Linked DNA regions of Acanthopagrus latus: region 2 is linked to region 1. A link is a contact called in public Hi-C data. All regions are on one chromosome and are shown on one strand. The core of a region is the stretch at or near the end of the contact, and the rest is flanking DNA. Distances in the headings are between cores, read along the strand shown.

Region 1 (2,700 bases), core at 151-2,650:
GAAGACATTGACATATTAAAATGCCTGAGCACATAAACAAGATATCGAACCTCAATACTTCCACCAACCATCAAATCAAAGCAAATTGTTTTAGCAAACATTTAGACTTGTTAGTCTTTTTGTATCTGATACGAGTAAATTACAAATGAGAAAATCCTATTCTCACAACTCATCAGTGACCATTGGACCAATCAAACCAGTATGGTTAGCCTCGTCTAACCTTCTGCCAGTACTGTCTGTGCCACAACTGTGGAACAAAGCCCTCCCTATAACTAGTTTTATACTCTAGCCTTGATGGCACCATAAATACTGAGGTACGTCTATGCTTTGCTTGTTATCACAAACTATATGTCAGCCAAGAGAGACGCTTAATTGTCTCACTGATATACAGTATTATCCTACTGTATAGTTTTTTTTTCTTTCTCTTCTTAGTATTTGTAGTAGTTTCTATGATCTGACATGCTGAATTTACTATACATGTATGGATGAATGCAATTGAAACATTACTACAGTTTCACAACACTTCCCCAAACTGCAATTATATTTCCCATTGAATCTGTTTTAGAGTGAACCAGACTCTTGGACATATGAGGAAATCATCAGTGTGGTTCCTGAATGTGGTTTAATAAAACCAGGAAGAAGCTGCTCAGAACTGTCAAAACTGTTCAATTCACAATTCCATCATATTGAAGCAAACAGAACTATCAGAATGTGACTTTATATTTGATTAACAGCTCTTTTAATTGCTATAGATGTGCTAAGAATCAATGTTATGTTAGAATGGAACAATAAGTTATCTCTCACACAAACTGAAATCCTAAAGTAAGGTGTAAGACAATAACCAAACTGGAGGATGTGAGTGAAGCATTAAATGTTTTTTCATTTTAAATAACTTAGATTGTTCATTTTGTGATAAATTCATTTCCATCAACCAGTGCTCATTAAAGAAAAATTACAGGCTAGATAATACACACTTACCCCCTCTGGACAATTTCATCGAGACTCAGTGCTGCCAGCTGTCCTCCATGATGTTCAAGGCTCAGGTGTTCCAACAGGGATGATGTGACTGAACTTTCCAGGAGACAACTTTATGTGCTTGTTTGCAGAGAGGAGAGAGAAATCTGTTCTGTGACGGTGCTATGCGGAAGCTAGTAACTCCCTCAGTGGGCTGTCTATTCACAGGAAACGAAACCTAAGCAATGCTTTGTGTGTGTGTGTGTGTGTGTGTGTGTGTGTGTGTGTGTGTGTGTGTGTGTGTGTGTGTTGGTTGCTTTGTTTAAAAGAAACAATACCAGAGATGGCTGCCTTGTGGCTGAAGTCAGTGGGTATGACAGGGAACGATGATGACTAGCCTGTAATGTTCCAGGTACATCAGTCACATCACTTCGAGCTGCTGGGAGGAAATCTTCTTTACTGAATTGGTGTTCAGCTTTAATGCACTAAATGAGTAACATTCGCTGAATACTTTATGCTTCTTCCTTGCTTCAGCCAACCAACCCAATATATCACAGTATTACAGAAAGGTAGCAGTTATTTTGTGTAGTTCCATTCTCATTCGTTTTGTCAACATCCTGCTACTAATTAACATTCAGAAAATGTGTGAATAGATTCTGAATCGTGCAGACATTTGGGAGGGCCCAGCTATTTCCATGAGAGTGCTTGAGTGCAAAACTTTATCAGTGGCAAATTGGAAGGAAGGGAAAATTAAGATTTATAGCAGACCACACCTCGAGCTATTGCTCTCTGAACCTTGAATTTATGAGATACTGAGGTAGAGTGTCTGAGATGAACAGGACAACAGACTGCTTGATTGTTTACAGCTTTTACACAAGCTTTAGTTTTGGCCATAATTCTTTTAGAGTCACTGTTACAACAGGCACTTTCATATACTGTACCTGAACACAAAAGAAAACAGTTAAAATACTTTATTTTGAGCAAAATATAATCATCATACAGCCACAGCAGTCAAAATAATGTTCCAAACTTCACTTGTACTTAAATACTATAACTAATAGTTGTTTGCATCTTGTGTTACCATGGTTACAAGCCTGCTCGTGCATGGCAGGGCTACAGGGCTGCAGACAGGAAGAAGGACAGACCTGGGCACTGTGATCATTCAGATATTCTGGCTAAGTCCTCTTTTTTCTCAAAACTCCAGACTGCAGCTTTAAGTAACAGATCAGAGTACTTCTCCTGCAACTGCAGTTTTCTAATCTTCCCAGATCAGGCTCACTAAGGCCTTCACTGGTGAAATAGTATGAATATACTTACGCAACTTTGTAAAATCACAGGCAATTCTACTGCTTCTAGATTTTACCATACATGGTTCTGCATTGCATGAATATTGTGTCCTGTGATGTAGATAATGGCATCAAATGAGATCTTATGCGACTTAAAGAGAAGATGTTTATGATTTTTTTGGTATCTGTGTGGTGTCTCTCTTCAAATCTAGACAAACAATCTCCTATAGATATTTGTCACTTGTTGAGCCAATGTCAGTGTAGCACAAACTGTTGAGAACCTGCAGGGTTGTGTGTGTGCAAGTCCTGGAGGGAAGGGGAAAATCATTGAATTGTTTGAAAAGTTCAAATCTCAGATGGTAATGTGAGTCACTCTGTCATCAAGGGAGGTGGAGTTCTTCTATTTGGTGATACTGCAGCTTTCTATCACCTGCCACTAGGCTGCACCAAAAATGTATTT
Region 2 (2,700 bases), core at 160-2,659, 210 kb before region 1:
AACACCACCCATGGTTGCGTTCCCCAGGTCCGGTCCCTCCAGACTGATGGGCCACTCGGCGGCGGTCTACAAGGACAGCATGCTTCTGTTTGGGGGAGGTGAGAGCCAGAACTCTCCCAAGAGCTGCCTGTGGAGGTACAACTTCAGCACTCAGACCTGGGCGCAGGTAGCTACACTCCCAGGCTCCAACGCCCCCGACAAGATCCACCACTGCTGCACCGGGCTGGGCCCCAGCTACAAGTCCAACAGCAGCAGCCCCTATTCCAGCTCAGGACTCCAACCCAGGCTGCTGGATGGGAGAGTAAGGCCTTTCAAGAACAAGTGCTTCCCTGCCCCGCTCAGTTTTCTGGGATCTGAGGGAGCTATAGAGCTGGAGACTTTCAGCCCGGACCGATGCTACGGCAGCAAAACACTCACACAGTCCTCAGAACTGGTCAACAGCAAAGAGGGGCTGCTGGAAAAAGACTCGCTGCAGATCGGAAACTGTTTGACCTTTGAGAACAAGGCTTTCAGGAGTAAGTGCACAGATGAGGACCTGCTGGACGAGGAGGATGGAAATATGGCCCAGCATCTACCCGATCTGCTGCTGGTGCTGGGGGGAAGACCTTGCACCGGACTCAGCCCGATCTCCATGTGGCAGATGACTCTGACTGACTCCTAACAGCCCGGAACAACAGACGTTACCAACAACAGTGTTACATTATCACTTCATCTTTGTTAAATGTATGTTTGAAGAGTTTACTGACGTTTTGTAAAGAAAATAATCTAAAATATTTTTGTATTACTGTTTTTTTTTTTTTGTTGGTAGTTCTTATGATGTAAAATGATTTATTACACATTTGATTTTTGCAGAAATAAATGTTCAGAAAATGTTTTGACATCTACAACTGAACCTGCTCCTTCACAACATCCTGGATTCTGTTACTGCCGGACACTTTGGTCTGAATTTGTGCTGAAAGTCTGAAATATTTCTGCCCCACATGTTACCACACCTACTTTAATTTACTACAACACTGAGATGATTAACTTACACACTTAACCCTTGAGGAAAAATGTTTTAAATGTTTTTTACATGCATTTATTTATTCATTCCCCCCCACAACATTTTTTTTTTCACTTTTTATTTTTTATATATATTTTTTGAAAAATTATCACAAAAAATATTATGAAAAGATCTTTTGAAAAAGAATATTTGAAAAAGTTGTTTCACTTGAAAATTAGTATTTTTTACTCAGTTTAAATAAAGAACAAGAAAATGATTTAGAATTTTTTTTTCTTTCGATAAACCTTTGTTTTCTCTTGGATATGCACATAAAATACATAATTTTCTCTTGAAGAAAAAATAATTTCACTTTTTTTTTTAAATAATGTATTTTTTTACCCATCCTAGGGAGAAAAAAAAATATCGAGACCTGCTAGAAACTTTTTTTTTTCATGTATCGAGCCAAGTGAAAACATTTTTTCATGTATCAAGACTAACATTTTCATTGTGTTTCTGAAAAAAATTGGCAACTTTCTTTCTGAAAATGTCAATAAACGTTATCAAATTTACTGTATTCATTTTCATCAGTTGCTGCAGAAATAAAATGAATGTGATTTAATGGTTGATTGATGATTAAAAGAAAACATTTCTGTAATATTCTCATTATGTTTCTGGAAAAAGTCAACCACTTTTTTCGGAAAAAAGTCAAAAACATTCTTTCGTAACAAAAAAAAAGACAACTTTTTGGAATGAGCCGACAGCATTTTTTGAAGAAAAAAAGTTTCTGAAATGTGAATTTTTTTCAGTGTTAGTAATTAGTACAAGATATCATATGAATGTGATTTAATGGTTGATTGATTATTAAATGAAAACATTTCTGTAAAGTTGTCATTGTGTTTCTGGAAAAATCAACAACTTTTTCAGAAAAAGTCGAAACATTTTGGGGGGGAAAAAATTACTTTTTTTTAAAGATCTGTAAAAAGATTTTTTTTTTCACTTGGTTTCATAGATGAAAAACCAAAAACCTCTTTTTTTCACTCTTCCTGTAGAATTCTCAGGTCATAAACACAAGAGCAAAACAATTTAGATTAGACTTAGAAAACAGATCACCAGGAAAAAAAACAAACAAAAACAAACAAACAAAAAACTTCTGTATGTTTCCCTCACAGGTAGACAGAAATATTTGGGATCTTTGGAAACTTTAGGATCTCTGCTAGGAAAGTAAACTAATCAGCTGTGACGCAGCCGCCTCTCCTCTCTAATCCATCACTTCACTCGGCCTGTTTACCTACATTACTGCTGCCACGCTCACACACACCTGCTCTGAAAACTACAAGTACTTTTACTCGTACGTCAGAACGTTTTAGTGTGTTTTTCCCCTAAAAAATTACTCACACCGATTCAGTGATTATTAAAATACTTGCCGGTTAATTTAAGTGTTGATAACTACTTGGTTCACTGTTGCAGCTGTATATCTGACAGCCAGAGCTGAGCTGACGTTCAGTCGGAATCTAAATGATTCGATTCATCACAGTTGAGACTTTAACCAATTAAAAACGTCTTAGTGGACACAAATACCTCGGAGAGTTTCTGACAGGAACAGAAAACAGATACTTGTTTTTCAAATATATCCAATTAAAACACAAAATATAAGCGTGTTAAACATTTTACTTAAAATGTGCGTTCTTATCCAGGTTTCTAATCATCTGCTGCAGCTG

What was found. Hi-C and Micro-C count contacts between places; a contact is called where the count stands out from the background.
Region 2: a Hi-C map of muscle shows a contact between it and region 1, with 3 times the contacts expected there. The contact joins the promoter of inhbb here to the promoter of LOC119025851 in region 1. A contact is called at or near these places in 2 of 4 Hi-C or Micro-C datasets (both in muscle).

Annotation. Positions count from the first base shown.
Region 1 is chr9:27,428,461-27,431,160 of fAcaLat1.1, reverse strand. LOC119025851 (sterile alpha motif domain-containing protein 9-like) reads right to left here and starts at 1,400. Exons shown (of 5, transcript XM_037109858.1): 1 at 979-1,400. All of the region lies in intron 1 of LOC119025855 (a long non-coding RNA gene), which reads left to right.
Region 2 is chr9:27,636,263-27,638,962 of fAcaLat1.1, reverse strand. inhbb (inhibin beta B chain) reads left to right here and starts at 1,409. Exons shown (of 2, transcript XM_037108892.1): 1 at 1,409-2,700. It overlaps si:dkey-3d4.3 (host cell factor 2), which reads left to right. Exons shown (of 9, transcript XM_037108891.1): 9 at 28-1,259. The coding sequence ends at 661. All of the region lies in intron 3 of LOC119025392 (a long non-coding RNA gene), which reads right to left.